Linked DNA regions of Mus musculus: region 1 is linked to region 2. A link is a contact called in public Micro-C data. All regions are on one chromosome and are shown on one strand. Each heading gives the region's core, a stretch centred on a gene start, on an enhancer-like site or on the middle of the called end of the contact. The rest is flanking DNA. Distances are from core to core; before and after follow the strand shown.

Evidence for each region. A called contact is a pair of places that touch in the nucleus more often than the background predicts.
Region 1: a contact with region 2 is called in a Micro-C map of embryonic stem cells, with 2.0 times the contacts expected there. The contact joins the promoter of E2f2 here to the promoter of Stpg1 in region 2. A contact is called at or near these places in 1 of 15 datasets of contacts at CTCF or cohesin (embryonic stem cells), 1 of 484 Hi-C or Micro-C datasets (embryonic stem cells) and 1 of 115 datasets of contacts at active chromatin or transcription factors (pancreatic cancer cells).

What each region holds. Positions count from the first base shown.
Region 1 is chr4:136,169,565-136,174,280 of GRCm38.p6, reverse strand. It overlaps E2f2 (E2F transcription factor 2), which reads right to left and starts at 2,007. Exons shown (of 7, transcript NM_177733.7): 1 at 1,243-2,007. The coding sequence starts at 1,500.
Region 2 is chr4:135,494,335-135,499,474 of GRCm38.p6, reverse strand. Stpg1 (sperm tail PG rich repeat containing 1) reads right to left here and starts at 3,488. Exons shown (of 9, transcript NM_030189.3): 1 at 3,329-3,488. It overlaps Nipal3 (NIPA-like domain containing 3), which reads left to right and starts at 4,897. Exons shown (of 12, transcript NM_028995.4): 1 at 4,897-5,045.

The sequences.
Region 1 (4,716 bases), core at 758-3,257, 680 kb before region 2:
GCCATGCCACTTCCTGCACTCCCAGGAAAGGGATCATGGGAGGTAAAACTAAAGCTTGACTCCAAAGGCAGAAAATGAGGCTGGCTCTGCCTAGAGCCAGAGAGGTGACCACTGAGCTCTGAGCCTGCCCCAGGGGTGGAGAAAGAAAAGACAGAGCCACAGGTCGGACAAAATACCCTGGGGACACAGGGTGGTCTTATCCCTGTCCCTAGACTTACCATACCCTACAAATACCATCTCCCCTCCTTGACACCTGCTTCCAAACCTGGAACTAACAGAGGAGACAAGCCAAGGAAGATATATTTTCTAGAAGAGGAAAGGTGGGGCTGGCGAGATGGCTCAGTGGGTAGAGGAGTTTGCCACCAAGCTGAACAGCTTGAGTTTGATCCCCAGGACCCACTCTGAAAAAGAAAACCAACTCTGAAAAGTTGTGCTCTGACCTCCAAACACAGTGTGGCACAAACGGTCCCATCCCCCACATAAATGTAATTTTAAAACTTTTTTTTTTTAAGAAGAGGAAACAGAGGCCCTGACATCCAAATATACACAGTGAAGACCAGAGCTGAAACCAGCCACCCCAACCCTCCCTCTAACTCCCTCAGGCCCTTTCTCATCCATTCCCACAAACCCTGTACTACAGCCCAAACGCCACCACACCAGGCCTTCCCTGACAACACATCTCTCACTCGCGAGGTCACAGTCCATCTGAACAGGAAACCCAAGAGACGGACTACATTTGCATTGCTACTGGCTATTTCGGACGATGAGCAGGCTGTGGGGAGGACCTGAGGACAACACTTGAGAAGGAGCTGGCTAGACAACTCTGGTCCAGATACCAGGCTGGACCAGAGACCTGGGAGACCTATGCGGATTTAAAGTCACCAGGAAATCCCACAGGCCAAGCCCCTGGCCTGAAAAAGCAGGTGTTGGTTCTGGCGTAAACAATGAAAGAATGAATGAACTTAAGCATCGTCGATGCCTTGGAAGCTTCCTCAAGGTCACGCAGGCGCTAGGGGCACTGGGCTAGGTCTCCAGGCTCCCCTGACCAGTGCTCATTGCAGTCCGCGACAGCAGGCGAGATTACTTCACGGAGTCGGAAAATGAAAGGGTTCTCTCTACTGCCAGTCCCGCTTCCCCACCTCAACCAGCTGTAATCAAGCCGTAGGGCGTCCCAAGCACCCTCTCTCCTTTTTCCCCACCCAGACACGTATACGGGAAGTACAGGGGGTCCCCCAGCATTACCGGCAGCCGGCCTGCGGGTGCACATCGCACAATTTGGCCCTCGGGTCCGTGGGGAGTGGCGTCGAGGCAGGTGCCCAGCGCCACAGAGGAAGGCACCGTCTGCGTGTAAAGCGAAGTGTAGTAGGTGGTGGCGGTGGTGGCCGGGCAGAGCTGGGGGCTGCTCAGACCCGAAGGCCACAGCTCGGTGGGGTTCAGCGCCGGCAAGCTCTTTGTAGGTTGCGCCGTGGCCGGAGCCAGGGTCCGCGGCGCGCGCAGCATGGCGAGTGCGGCGCCCCCTACCCACTCGGGTCTGGCGCGCGCGCGCGGGGCACCTGCGGGCTTTGCAGCCGGCTGCACCGCGGACGCCGGGAGCAGCCGCCAATGGACGCCCGCCGGGCAAGGCCGGACCCTCCCCTCCTGGCCCGCCGCCCAGCGCTGCCGAGCTCGGAGATCGCCACTCGGAGATCGCGTGGCACAGGTGGCACTGCCAGGAGTTGGCCCGGTCCGGCTCGTGCCCCGAATATCTGGGCGTCCGGAGTCGCGCCCGTGCGTGAAAGCGTCCCGGAATGCCCACGGACCCCGCGGACACTCGTGTGCTCTGACCCGCGAAGGGTGTCCTGTGCGCCCTGCTGAGCTCTGCGTTCACCCCTCTAGTTCCCGTCCCTTGCTTGGACTCCTTTTTCTTTTCTTTCTTCTTTTTTCTTTCTTTTTCTTTTTTTTTTCTTTTTTTTTTTTTTTAGCGCCAAACTATATGCCGCCAAATTCGGATCTCCCGCGGAAAATGCCGCGCCTCGATTGGCTGCTACAATATATATAGGCTCCTCCCACCCACCCACCCCCGGAAAGGCTTAGTCTAAGAAACAGCGATTACGACAGGAGCTTAGTGGCTTAAAGGGGCCGCGACATCTGCTGACTTCAGCGTCCTCTTGTAACAGTAGGCGAAACTGAGGCAGGAGGTGCATCTGGAACACCCAGCATAAGGACCAACAGTACAGCGAAGAGCGCTGAGGAGCGGACCTCTTTTCCTTGGGGGTGGGGCCAAACATTGAAAGAGAGTCAGAGTCGGGACCTGAGTCTTGACCCTCAAGTGCATTTCCCTGGCCACAAAACCTTTTGTTTTCGCTTTGTTGCTTAGTTAGGTTAAATCATTTATTAATATATTAATTAATATAACCAATATGTCCTCTTTCTCTTCAAATGAAACCCAGGAACCTGTTCCTCCAGGCTTTAATTGGCAGAGGGGCAGGGAAGGGTGGCGCCTCCCTTTTATGTTTTTCTTCAGGAAAAAAACTAACCTCTATTGAGCGCCTACTGTACGCCCGTACAGTACACTAAGATTAGACCATTATATATGTTATGTTGTTTAATTTATCCCATCAATCCGGAGAAGTGGGATGGGTAAGACCAGGGAGTCGGAGGGGCGGGATATTGTGCCTCGGGTCATTCACAGATTCGCTGATCTGAGAATTGGCAGTCAAATGTAGGACAGTCCAGGTCGGGAGTCTTTGTTCTAGTAAAGAGCTCCTTTCCACTCTCCCAAACTCTGCCCCGCCCTTGACAGGCACAGCGTGGGTGAGGGTCCAGAGTTTGTCAGGTCATTTTCCCCAACAGGACCCAGCACTCTTCCTTCCTGAATCAAACACCTCCAGGTTTCTTCTACACAAATTTTTGTTTGTTTGTTTTTGTTTTTGTTTTTGTTTTTGTGAGACAGGGTTTCTCGGTGTAGCCCTGGCTGTCCTGGAACTCACTTTGTAGACCAGGCTGGCCTCAAACTCAGAAATCCACCTGCCTCTGCCTTCCAAGCACTGGGGTTAAAGGCGTGCGCCACCATTGACCGGCCTAAACAATTATTTTACCACAACAGGAGGGGGGGTGGGCTGAGTCCCCGTGTTAAGACCTGATCAGATCATCACAAACCAGGTAGCCCAGGCTTTCTCTTCGACATTCTTAATTCACATCCAGTCCCCTAACCCTTTTGTGAAAGCTGTTTGACAAGATTTCTTCTCCATTCTCTGGGTCTTTTTTTTTTTTCTCTCTCTCTCTCATTCCTTATGTCGGAGTCACAGAGAAATCTCATGGCACAGTATATGCAAAGCCTTCGGCACAGAGCTTGGTCCATGAGAATCGACAGCTGTTGCTATATCAGACTTGATCTGGAATACACAGGCCTCTTTAGTCTACAGTAGACCACCAAGAGGTGGTGACACATGACTTTAATGCCAGCATGTGAGAGGCAGAGGCAGGTAGATTTCTGAGTTCAAAGACAGCCTGGTCTACTGAGTGAGTTCCAGGACAGCCAGGGTTATACTGTCTTGAAAAACCAATAAACAAATAAACAAACAAACAAAAAATAGTCTGCTATTTCACTGGTCCCTTAAGTCCCAGCTTAAACTTCTCCTCCTCCCGGAAGCCTTCCCTGCCTGTTTGCCCTCTCTCACCCTGAAGGCCTTTACTCTTTGAACGTTTATTGTGGTTTGCCTCAAGCAAGACTTGGCTTTCTTGCCTTGTAAATCATTGCTTTCTATCTAAGTTTTTTTCAATGCTCTCAGTCAAGTCTCTCTCTGAATGAGGCCTGGCTTGGCATGCAGAAGGTGGATAATAAGTGTTACGACTTGCTTGTGTGTCCGGCAAAGAGAGGCAATAGTGAGTGAGATTTGAAATCAGAAAGTCTAGGGATCCCTCACAAAGTCCTGCCCACTACGTCCTAGCTGAACAGCCCTGGGCAGGTCAGCTGTGGGGCCACCTCTCGGAACCTCCATTCCCTCAACCACCCAATACAGAGAAAGCTGCTACTCGGCCTGGGGCCAAGATCTTCCCTCTCGTTCACAGGACAGTAGAAATGATGGCCACTGGTCTGTAGCAAGACCCTACCACATGCACTTCACTCTGGCGCTTCCTGATCCCCACACCATACCACACTACACTGTTATTATCCCCATTCTACAGATGAGGGCACCTGGAAGGAATTGTGGCTGAGCAGGTTTGGAGCCGAAGCAAGGCCCCAGGGCCAGGGAGGGAATGGAGGTGGCAGGGAGGGGCCGGGAGAGAAGAAGGGAGCCAGCAGCCAGTGAGGGGGCTGAGAGCCAGTTCTCTGTGGTTGAGTTTCGGGTAGTTGGGGTTGGCTTTGGAGTTTCGCTGCCTGGGAACGGATGGATTCCTGTGAGAGGTGTGGGCATGGATCAAGCAGGAACCCTGCAGCTTGAGTTCTTGCTCCTTCCATCCGTGCTACATGCTGCGATGTCAGTCCGGGTGCTAGACCTCGAAGCTTTGACTCTTACACCTTTGAAGTCGGATGGCAAAGTGGGTTTTTCTGGGACGCCCCACGGAATCCATGGAAGGGTCCCAGGTGCGTCCTCGGTGTTTGATGCAAACACCCAGCTGTGTGCTTTTATGCTTATTTTTATTGTTTGATAGTAGTCATGGTGCTTCGGAAATAGGGTCTCACTATGAAGCTATGACTAGCCTCTCTCTGTAGACCAGGCTAGCCTCAAACTC
Region 2 (5,140 bases), core at 2,239-4,738:
CAGTCTGTAACAGCTTTTCTGGAGTCTTCTCCAGTCTGTAACAGCTTTTCTGGAGTCTTCTCCAGTCTGTAACAGCTTTTCTGGAGTCTTCTCCAGTCTGTAACGGCTTTTCTGGAGTCTTCTCCAGTCTGTAACGGCTTTTCTGGAGTCTTCTCCAGTCTGTAATGGCTTTTCTGGAGTCTTCTCCAGTCTGTAACGGCTTTTCTGGAGTCTTCTCCAGTCTGTAACGGCTTTTCTGGAGTGCTTTTCCGCTGGTTCTGTAATATCTGCCATTGCTGGTACTGCTCTCCTGGTTGGGGTCCATTTTCCTGGATCTTCCTGCTGGGTACGTGCGTTTGCATTCTTTTCCCCTGGCTTGTTTTTGGTAACTTGCAGGTTTGACTTCTTCAAGCGTTCAGGCTTGGGAAGATTCAGAGCAGTTTTTATTCTGGAAGTCATTTATTGTCACTACTAAGGCATGATACTTGATTTTCTTTTAACAGTATCTCTTGTAGCCTGGGCTGGCAAACCCACCATGGAGCTAATGATGACCTGGAACTTCTGATCCTCCTGCCACCGCCTCCTGACTGATGGATTGCGTGCATACATCACCATTTATACCCCTGGATGTGGCGCAGGGAATCGAGTTCAGGGCTACACACATGTAAGCTAGGCAAGCAGTCTGCCAGCTGAGCCACGCCCTCAGTCACTAGGCATACTGCTTCTGTGGAATCATCCTATCTCCTGTCTAACACAGTGTCCCTCCATCCTGGCCTATGGGGACATGAAGTATCCTTGGCTCTGGGGTTCCACAGCCAACACCCAAAGCGATCTCTTCAGATTGCCAGCTTTTTCCCTAAGCCACAGTCTCCTCTGGTATTTTAGATCACAATTCTGCATTCTTTGCCTTCCCTGGACTCTGACCTCCATGTCCTTATGTCAGGTAGCATCCCATCACTTAAACAAAATACTTAAAGACTTGTATTGGCTCCCGGCTCCCAGGGTTTCAGCCCCTCCTCATCGGTCCCGCTGCTCAGGGCCTACATCAGCGCGGACTTCGGGAACACAGCATAGTGGAAGTAGGGGTGGGGGGTCCTCTCCACAGCATCCAGAGAAGCAAAGAAAAACAGGAAAGGGCTGGTCCCAATAGCTCCTCCAACATCACACACCCAGTGACCTAACTTCCTTCCACTGGGCCCTATCTCCTGAAGATTCCACAAACCCCCAATACCATCAAAGGCCAGGGACCAGGTTTTCAACAAACAGGCCTTGGGGGCCATCCAAGCTGCAATGCTAATGCACTTCAATTCAGAAGACTAGAGTTTGTTTCCACTGCCCTCCTGCCTGCAGGGCAGCCTGGAAATTGCTCCCTCCCTAATCGAGGTAACTTCTCTCAGGGACTACATTATTGGGCCACCTGCTTGTCTGAGATCTAAAGAGTTTTCTAATCCATGTGGCTGGGGCTATTATTCTGTTTTTTCTTTTTTCTTTTTTCTGTTTGTTTTTTTCATTTAGTTGTCAATAGCATGTACACAGTTTCATCTCCAAAGCAGTTAATTTTTCATGAGCTGACTCTGGATTCATTTTACCCATACGCCCTAAGGAACTCTCCCTGTCTCTAAATCTTAGTGAATGGGGGAATTGAGTAAGCAATTTTAAGTCCGTCTAGAACTTTCTTCTTCACTGTGTGTTCCTTGATGGATTCTTCTTCGCGAGGGCAATTTGTATAATCTAAGATTTTAACATTTAATAAGATCACGGGAAACTATGGCTTTAAAACATTAAGATATTTCCAAACAGCGATCAATACTGACCAGAGAACAGTGCCTTTTACTGTCTCTGAAAGCAGCCAGTATTCACTAACCGCATTGCCGTGTGACCTTGCTGTTTTAGTAAGGACCATTTTTTAGCCCTCCCGTTAAGGACGCTGCTGTTGGAGAACGCTGGGAATGGTGTCTCATGAAGACAAAGCCCTGGTTTGTTCGGCAGCAACAGCAGTGGGACGTGTAATCCAAGCACTTTGAAATAGAGGCGAGAGGATCAGAAGTTCAAGGATAGCCCGATCTACACGCTGAGTTCTAGGCCAGCTTGGATCATATGTCCAGACCCCTATCTCACAAAACAAAGCAACAGGGCTGGAGAGATGGCCTAGTGGTGAAGGGCACTGACTGGTTTTCCAGAGGGCCTGAGTTCCATTCTAAGCATTCATATGGAGGCCCCAAGCCATTATATAGCTCCAGTGTAAACAGACCTGATAATCTCCCTTTCCTGGCCACCACAGGCACCAGGCCTGTGTGTGCTACAGAAACAGACAGACAGAGAAAAATATCCATATTCATAAAGTGAAAATTAATTTTTTTAAATGACAACAAAAAATTTTGGAGTGATGTTTTCTCCTTTAATGCCAACATGAAAAGGTGGATGGATCTCTGTGAGCCTAAGGCCAGCCTGGTTTAAATAGAGCTTTCCAAGCTAGCCAGGACTACATAGTGAGACTTTGTCTTTAAAGAAAAAAAATTCGGGGCTGGAGAGATGACTCAGAGAGAGGTTAAGAGTTCAATTCTCATGAACATGGCAGCTCACAACTATAACTCCTGTTCCAGGGGCAATCTGACAACCTTCACACAGACACACATGCAGTCAAAACACCAATGTACATAAAATTAAAATAATCTATTTTTTAAAAGTTGCAAGAGATTTTTAAAATTATGCTTCTCACGCAAATTATCAAATTTTTGGAAAATTTTAAGAAAGTATAAAACTGTCAAAGAGTACATTATTCTACCACCAGAAGGAAACAAGTATCTATCTTGCTTTCCAGTCTTCCATGGAATGCTGGTACAGTTGGTAGAGAACAGATATAACCTAGCTCTGCCCAGGATGCTGCTTGCCAGGTGAGCCTCCTGCACTTGATGGGTCATGACGGATGGTCACGGTCTAGCCTGATTTCCTCCAACTTGAAACATCCCTACTAAAGGATAGTGGAAGGCACAGGAGATTCAAAAGACCTTTCAAAGCCCCAGGAGATTGACCCATTAGCTATTTTGCTTGGTGAGAGAGTGTGTTCAAGGCCTACATGGAACTGTACCAACTGGTTAGTGGCTTCGAGAAGCCAGTCTCACCCTTTCATTTGGCCAAAATGGAGTCCAGAATAAAGACTTGCTGAGGAAGACGCGGGAGTACCAAAAGGGTTCTGTTAGAGCTGGCTCTTGGAGGTTCACCCACCGCCCAGTTCTGAGACCCCCTCAAAGACTGAAGTAGGGGCATCAGATGTCCAACCATTCACCGGGCCCAAGGGGGAGCTCTTTTCACGTTGGTACACTGAGGGCTTAAGCTGACCCACTCGTACCCCAAGTGGCACCTTCTGGCATCCGAGGCACCACCCAACTGGCCACAGAGATTCCGCACGCACCCGGAGTATGGAGGTCTCCGTGGGTGTCCCATGGAGTGCGCGGAATCCTCCTCAAGACCTCAAGGACCGGTCCCTTAACAGGAACTGGTTCCTAACTAGTCAATCTATCCCTCCCGCCCGGTCGCTATGGCAACCACTGGCCTAACATTCCAGAGTCCGGCGGCAGGCAACTGGCTAACTAGCCAGGGGTGTCCTCTGTGTCTTTAATGTGAAAAGCTGTTGACCAATCGTTGGAGACGTTTCAAAAACCAACAAAAAAAGCTACCAGAATTTTGGGGTTCGGATTGACAATGCTAAGGAGAACCTGTTAGGCAGGGAACTAACTATTAGGGTTTTTGTTTCTGGGGTTCAGTTCCCTTTTCTTGTTTGTTTGTTTGTTTGATTGTTTCGGTTTTGTTTGGTTGTTGGGTTTGTTTGGTTTGTTGTTTTTGTGACTCATCGAAGGAATAAACCCAAGTGTTCCTACCCATCCATCCACACCCTGAGTGTGAGAGCAGAAAGGTCGATGACATAATTCCCCAAGGGCAACCGTGCAGTATTCCAAGAGCCCCTTACCCGTTTCACCGCAGCCACAGTGCCTAGCCACAGCCCGGCTTAAACCCACCAGCGTCTTCTTTAAAATTATGGGATAGTCCCCTGTTAGAAACTGTCTCCCGCTTGTTCCTCAGATCACATCTCCTGCCACCCACGCCTCAAGAAAAAAAAAAAAAATCTCGCACCGACCCAGTTGGTCTTTGGGCATCTCCCATAATACAATATGGCAGCTCCATCCTCTCTTAAACTCTCCCTCCCAGTTCTACCGCGTTTCCATCGCTGAGGTCTCCCCAATGTCATTTCCTCGTAAAACCTGTGTGATCTCAACATCTCCCCCAGAGGTTGCTGTGCGGCTCTGGACTGAACGGCGCGTGCTGAAAAATGAGCGCGCTGGAAGCTCCACGCGCAGGTTCATGCTCACAGCCGAACCCCTGGGAAACAGCAGCGGGCGGGGGAGGGGTGCGGGGGGGGGGACGGGACTACTAGGATGATTGACAGCCTACCGGGGCTGCTGAGCTGCAGGCGTACCGGGAAATTAAGGACGCAATACAGCCAACAGGTGGGACGCAGGCGCAGGAAAGAAGGGGTACGCACGGTCCCCGAGACGTGTCAGGGCTCTGCTGGGTTTCGATACTGGAGCTACCTGATGGAAGCAGCAGGGGCGCCGCCCGGGACGGTCGGTGGCAGTTAGCGCAGACTGCGGGGGGACACCAGGCGGGCTGCTTAAGCCCAGCCTACTTGTCCGGCAGGTGGAGGTGAGCAGCCATAACTTGGGGACCAAAGCAGCCCGGACTTCTTCCTTTGGCCGCTAGAGGGGACTCCTCCAGGTGAGTGTCAGGTCGCCCCTACGCTTCAAGCGAGCTTGGCGACGCAGCCAATTATTTCAGGATGTCCCGCCCATCCCCTCCCGACAACCACTCGCCTGCGCAGAGGCTTCGCCAGCTTGGGACTGGCAGGCAGTGTAACAAATCAAGTCTCCACCTTTGAAAGCAAAACACTGCAGCCCCTTGGAAACTCGGAGCTGGGAAGGGATCCAAGAGGCTGTACCTAGGGGTGGCACGGAGTGTCCGAGTCGCTTCTCCGGAACCTGGGATAGGTGGATCTAGAAGGAACGTCCCGGGTGAGTCACGGTCATGACTGAGGGAAGGGGTACTTGAAATCAGGCTTGCTGTTTTGATCCCCTAGTATAAATATAGTCTCCCTTGTTGTTGCCAG